Regions from separate parts of the Xenopus tropicalis genome. Here region 2 is linked to region 1. A link is a contact called in public Hi-C data. All regions are on one chromosome and are shown on one strand. The core of a region is the stretch at or near the end of the contact, and the rest is flanking DNA. Distances in the headings are between cores, read along the strand shown. Region 1 holds the start of smug1 (single-strand-selective monofunctional uracil-DNA glycosylase 1). Region 2 holds the start of hoxc10 (homeobox C10).

What was found. Hi-C and Micro-C count contacts between places; a contact is called where the count stands out from the background.
Region 2: a Hi-C map of neurula embryo shows a contact between it and region 1, with 4 times the contacts expected there. The contact joins the promoter of hoxc10 here to the promoter of smug1 in region 1. A contact is called at or near these places in 2 of 5 Hi-C or Micro-C datasets (gastrula embryo and neurula embryo).

Annotation. Positions count from the first base shown.
Region 1 is chr2:145,724,340-145,727,936 of UCB_Xtro_10.0, reverse strand. It overlaps smug1 (single-strand-selective monofunctional uracil-DNA glycosylase 1), which reads right to left and starts at 2,041. Exons shown (of 3, transcript NM_001097317.1): 1 at 1,813-2,041. The coding sequence starts at 1,828.
Region 2 is chr2:146,109,592-146,113,188 of UCB_Xtro_10.0, reverse strand. It overlaps hoxc10 (homeobox C10), which reads left to right and starts at 1,947. Exons shown (of 2, transcript NM_001271307.2): 1 at 1,947-2,748. The coding sequence starts at 1,971. LOC105946564 (a long non-coding RNA gene) reads right to left here and starts at 1,782. Exons shown (of 3, transcript XR_001170013.3): 1 at 1,639-1,782; 2 at 1-30.

The DNA.
Region 1 (3,597 bases), core at 792-3,291:
TCAAACTGGTCCGATCGGCGAGTCGGCCGATATCAGCAGCTTCCTGTGATATCAGTCGACTCGCCGACATACCATACACGCACCGAATATCGTACGAAACGAGGTTTCATACGATATTATCGGTGCGTGTATGGCCACCTTAAGACACATTGTTTTGGGACAGACTCCTGCCATAATAACAGCATCAAACACGAGGATATATGTAACAAACTACTTTCCAGTAACCAGAAACACACTAGATAATTTTAGAACATTTGATTAAAAAAAACCACACTGTACTTTAAAGATATGTGACCAGGCTTTCAACATATGTGAAGGTATCAGAAAATTGAAAAGACTGCTATGGGCAGCATGTAGAAAGAAATATGGCTTCTAACTGCATACACAGCAATGGGATAAACTAATAGTGTATGTAGTATGAAAAGCATACTCAATAATTTGAATTGGTTAAAACTTATTATTTATCCTGGGTAACCTAGCCATGTTTTCCATGCAAATATTTTAAATGTAATTTTACTAAATTAAGGGCAACACACAGGCATTAAAGTGCAAACAACAAAACCATCAAAATGGCGTTCCATTACTGCAAAATGTAATCGCCACAGCATGTGCCATTGCCCTTAGGGTGCAAGTGTAAATTTAATTTGATCAGAATGCAAGTTGGTACTGACAATGAAATTGCTTAGACCTACTGATGCTACTACAATGATGTGATTTAGCACTGGTATATCATGTAGCATCAACAAGTTAAACAATTTTAGTGTACAGTTTGCTGGAGTCAGGATTAGCAGGGCCAGTGTTCGTCATTCCACTTTTATTTGACATATTATTAAACATTTATTCTTGGCTGCTGCAGCATCTTGCATTCTGTTAGGAGTGTCAGTGACAAGCACATGCTCAGGGTGCTCTGGGCAGCTGTTGAGAAGTTAAGCTTAGGGGTACTTATTTCTGAAAACAAAAAGCCGCCTCTGGTAACTTTTAAAGCCGCATTTCCATTTTTAAAATAGAAAATTGATTTTGGAAGTCTCCCATCGGGCTCAATGGCACTCTGCAGCTCCAACCCGGCCCAAGGAATGTCTCCCATAGGGCTCAATGGCACTCTGCAGCTCCAACCTGGCCCAAGGAAAGTCTCCCATAGGGCTCAATGGCACTCTGCAGCTCCAACCTGGCCCAAGGAAAGTCTCCCATAGGGCTCAATGGCACTCTGCAGCTCCAACCCGGCCCAAGGAAAGTCTCCCATAGGGCTCAATGGCACTCTGCAGCTCCAACCTGGCCCAAGGAAAGTCTCCCATAGGAATCAATGGCACTCTGCAGCTCCAACCCGGCCCAAGGAAAGTCTCCCATAGGGCTCAATGGCACTCTGCAGCTCCAACCCGGCCCAAGGAAAGTCACGATACCGAAGCTTGAATGAATCCAAAACTTTTGTACTCGTTGCGACAAATGCGATTTTGTTGCAAGGTACGAAAAAGTCGCAGAAAATACACACAATACCATTTTTTTGTATTCGGATTCAATCATACTTTGATAAATGTGCCCCCCTAATGTGCAGCATTTCTTGCCTACTTCTTTATTAAGCTTTAGTTCTCCATTAAGTCACAGGGATTGGATGCTGGTGCGGCCTTGCCTTCAGGCAGATGGTAGGTATGGTACATTTTGCCCATGAGGAAGCCAAAAAAAAGGACAACCATATTGCAACACAAAATTATCCATTTTTCCTCAAACACGTCCATTACTAGAAATGAGTTAAAGATGAATATTGCACGCTATAGTCAGGTAGAAATACGTAATATCACTTTAAATCGCGTAACTTACCCCCTGCCATCTCTATTGTAGCTACGGAATGTCACTATTCTTCACAACCGACTCTCTGCAGCCAGCATGCATATCCTTCCCGCTACACAGCTTCCATACTGCCCAAGAGTTCCAGTTCCCCAAACACAGCACTCAGTCCCACACTCAGTCCCACACTCAGTCCCACACTCAGTCCCACACTCAGTCCCAAACCTCACGCAAAACTGCAGGTTCTTCGCTTCCAGGGCATGAAATCCCAAAGCCACAAGTCTCTTCACGCGAGACTGGCGTCAGGACTTCACGTAACGCGGTGACGCACACGCAGCGCCTTGTGGGAGTGGCGAGTTGGCGTAACACAGTCGGAAATTGCTGGTACGTCGTCGTAGCTCTCGTCAAATTCTCTGTTTCTCCTGCTCGTACCTCCTACTTCTGTTAGAAAGAAAAGGAAGCAAAAACACTTGATTTTGGTGATAGTTTCTTGTCATGCCCTTTGCTGCCTCGGCTCCCAGTTTCCTTAGAAGTCATGTATAGATCTGTGTTGGGAAGAAATACATGTAAAACCGGCTATGCTTACACAATGTAATTGTAAGGGTTTATTTCGACGAGTCAGTGTCACACAGATTCATTCTTAGGGTTAAGAAAATAAATTAAAACAGGTATTAAGTCGTGTTAGAAGAAAATAAGAACTGAAGTGATTTACAGGTAGGGTTCTACGGGTTATAGAATGGCCATTTCTAAACAACTTTTCAATTGGTCGTCAATATTTATTATAGTTTTTAAATTATTTGCCTTCTTCCAGCTCTTTGCAGTTTTTAAATGGGGGTCACTGACCCCGCCAGCCAAAAATGGCCACCTTCTATTCATATCCCAGTCTGTCATCCAAACCACTCCCTGGTTGCTAAGGTAACTTGGACCCAACAACCAAATAGCTGCTAAAACGCCAAACTGGAGAGCACCCAAACTGAAAATAAAATAACTAGAAATAATAAAAAATAAAGACCGGTTGCACATTTTCTCAGACTATCACTCTTCACATTATACTTAAAGTTAACTCAAAGGTAAACCACCCCTTTAAAGTGAATGGCAACCCCCTAACCAAAGTGCTTTTACACAATAGTGGTTTTTTCTCTGTGGTGGATCTTACATGTGTTCCACTGCAGGAGTAAACTCTGCCAAGTTCTTTCTATGAGATTGTACTCATTGTGCCACCGTGAAGCGTAGAACACAGATGGAGTGCAACTTGATGTGTGTGCTCCTCTGCAGCACAGTAAGTATGGTCTATTTATTCCTGCATTCCCCTGCAGTGGAATGTATGTAAGATCCACCAAAAAGGAACACGAGAAAATACTCTTGTGTAAAGGTGGCCATACACGGGCCGATTGTAGCTGCCGATTCGGTAGCTTATCGGCCCGTGTAGGGGCAGCAACGAGGGGCATGCCCAACCGATATCTGGCCTGAAATCGGCCAGATATTGATCGGGCAGCTTAAAAAATTTAGTCGGATGGGGGCTGATGCGGTTCCCAAACCGACTGTGCCCATTAGCACCACTATAATTCAATAACAGGGCCAAACGATTGAATTAGCCTACATTGGCCCGATATCGCCTACCCGTAGGTGGGGATATCGGGAGAAAATCTGCTTGCTTGGCGACCTATGGCCACCTAAGTGTTCTAAAACACGGATTTGAATGTCTTTAGACTGAAATCTGCCTGTCACTGCCATTTAATGCATGCAGGCCTGGGCTGGCAATCTGTTGGTTCTGATATTTCTGTTGTGGAATATTTCTGCCTTGTGTGCAGTGTCCTT
Region 2 (3,597 bases), core at 698-3,197, 390 kb before region 1:
ATGATTGCCATTTACATTCAGCAAATTGTACTGTAATTAAATAAATAAAGGTGCCATGTTACAAGGAAAGCAAAGTATTAAATGTCTCATGTATAAAGAAAATTGGAAGAGTGATATAATAAAATATATTTCGTGGTCTTCCATTTCATCGCCTATAAATTAAAATATATTGGTAGCCATAGTAGGCTTTATCCCTAGCGTATAAATATAATGTGGAATTTTCTTTGGATCTCGTAAAATCGAACTATTTTCTCCCAGACTGTTTTGGAAAGGAAACTAACACAAATAAAGGCAATAAAGACTGCAATAGCTTTCCCTGGAAACCAAATGGCGTTTAAAAGAGAAGGTTTTACTGTGGTCTATAGGTGGAATGAACATGCCATATACAGTTTAGGGTCTAAACCAGCGGAAATGTGCCTTTGTAAGAAAACAGAATCGTAAAAGGAAAAAAAGTTTACACCAATAGTGCAACTAAAAGGATTGTGTCCCAAGATCTCTCCCAGTGTACGTGACAGCACCCAATAATCAGGGAGCCTTGTACAAAATACTGCTCTAGTTTTACATATTGAAATCTTTATTTGTCAACTTGGCGTTGATATAGCTGTGTCCTTGATACTGAACTGTGTGCTGCTGTTATTGTTTATTCTTCTGTGCTACTCGTAGGAAACGGTTCTGCTCTATGCACCCCCGCCACTATATTCCCTTCATTGCCTAAGCATGACTTTAAACACAAATATTAAGTCATCACACGCAATAAAAAATGCACAACTGTAATCGAAACAAAAGATCATTTTATGAAGGTGGAGCGAATTAATGGCCTTGCATTCACAGATCCTAGAGGTTTCTTTAAAATTATACTTTTCTCTAGTGGCGTATATATATATATATATATATATAAGCTGAGAAATATAAATACATTAAATGTCTGCAAATGAAGACATGGAAACAAATATACTTTTTTTTTTTATATCATATACACACAGTCACGCACGCACAATGTTTACTTACCAAAATATTAACAAAAACTCTATTTGAGAGAGTATTTGGTGTTTTAGCGTTTTACCTTCAACAAATAAAAATATGTTTGCATGTAAATTAGACTACATTGAGCAAGCTTTTCTTTGTTCCATTTCTCTACACACAAACATACACATTACATTCAATTAAACTCGAATTAAACATGTGCATCCAGGTATTTGTTTTTACATTTAAGTCACAAAGCCTTCCTTAACCTAAACAGTGTATATATCTATATCTGTATCTATAGCTATACATCTATATCTTTACATATATGGACACACACATACATACACATATACAATATACAAATACTGATAGTGTTAATAGTAAAACATAGTGTAGGGTTATGCATTCTGTATCAATTTAATGTACATTACGCAAGGGACACACGGGCACACGGCGTTAGTTAATTGCATTTGTTTATCAGAATTACTGAGCAATTGTTTAGTTGCCCAAAGAGAAGGGGCTACATGAGGGTCACATGAAAGTTTTTTGTTTCTCTTCGGTGTTTTCAAGGACGCAAAAAACGAAAATAATTTGCAGGGGCAAATTCAAAAAGCTTTCTAAAGACGAACCCCATTCTCCTTGCAATGTTACTTGCCTGTTAGTGAGCTTTACCTTTGGCAATGCCCTCTCCTCCCTGGACCTGCGTTGAATCACTGGTAAACAAACTGAACTACATCCTTTGTTCAACTTTAAGGTCCTTGGGTCTATACCTCACAAAGTCAGATAGATGGCGCTCTTACTCCACGTTCATTTTCCTCCTTTCGACAACTTGACCCCTGTGACGTCACCTGCGTCTGAATCACCAAGGCCATTTTCAATCCTCATTGGCTTGGGAGTCACGTGGTGGGGCCAATGCGTGGATAATTATGGTGCTGATATTTTTCCCTAAAAAAAAGATGTCAGCCACTGGCTGTAGTATTCCTCTTTAAAAACCCTGTCTGAAAATGTCATGTCCCAACAATGTGACTCCTAACTCGTTTTTGATGGACTCTTTGGCCGGTAGCTGCAGAGGAGAGACTTATTCCACCAACCAAGGGATGTATATGCAGACTGGGAGCGATTTCAGCTGTGGGATGATGAGAAACTGTGGAATTGTCCCGTCTCTTTCAAAAAGGGACGATGTGAATAACCCTGGCTTGTCTCTCAACACCTATCCATCTTACCTCTCTCAACTGGACAGTTGGTGCGAACCCAAAAATACTTACAGGATTGAACAACCTGTTGCAAGGCAGCTCTCATCCTGCTCTTTCCCAACCAATGTCAAGGAGGAGAATGTTTGTTGCATGTACAGTACGGATAAAAGAGCGAAAAATGCCACCGAGGCTGCCCTCTACCCAAACCAGATGCCAGAGACGCGCTCAAGTGACCATGAAGTTCCTGTCCCCAGTTACTACCGAGCCAGTCAAGGTTACTCAATGGAGAAGACCCCAAGCTGTCACACCACTGGCGACTTTGAGACAACTTTTGAGAATAGGACGAGTGTTAGCGCAAGAAGTGAGATCTTGGAACAACAACAAGCTGGGGGGAAGGGGGGGTTCCCCGAAAACACCAAGACGGACAACCAGTCCCTGGCCACCAACCTTACTACCAGCTCTGCCACCGCCAGTGATATAAAGACAGAGAAAAGTCTCCCAGCCCCCAAACTGCCACCCTCCGAAGGGGACAAGGAGCCGAGCAAGAACACAGACACCAGCACCGACAATTCTGACGCTGAAGCAAAAGGTAAGGAGACATTCAGCTTGGGTCATTGACAATGTGCAGCAGTGTAGCAGGCTGGCTGGGCAAACTTCCTTGCAACATTGCTGTAATTAGCACTCTGCGGTGTGCAATGGCTTCCTGCCTGCCTGCCAGCACATTGATCACCCCAGAGCTGTTCAAGCTATATACATATATATTAAATATATATCATATTCATATATCTCCTTTGTTATATAGTAAACAATTCAGTTATTCTACAAATAGCCCGAAACCTGAAAAGTGAAATTCGTTATTGGTAAAAAAAATAATAATATATATTTATATATATATATACATCATGGTGTGCCTTGTTGTCTCCTTACCCTATAGTAAAAATGCCTGTTTGTGTGTTACAGGAGTTAGTTTATATCTTCGAATCCGAAAAAATAGATCAAGAATGTTGTATTTCGTTATAAGTCTGTAGCTAAAACAGATGTTTCTAAAATATTTCTACTGTCCTAAGCATGAGCTATATTTACTGTGTTCAGATTAGATTTTACAAGTGGAGCAGGGAATTCGTGTTTTACCCTTTGTTGTGATCCACTGTCTCTATTTTAGGCTTTTGGCAGACTGCTACATGTGTGTTTATATTCAGCTCATAAGACAAAGCTTTTGCATAAGCTAAAATGTCTGTTTATGTTGTATCCCCTTTCTGTTAATAGTGAGACAGTGGTATGTATGTATGTGGTGTGTGTGTGTATATATATATATATATAGTATGTATATATATATAAAGATGTATAGAGTGTGCGTGTGTGTAACTGTTAACTGTGTTTGTGTTTTGGAGTATATATATATATATATATATATATATATATATATATATATATATAT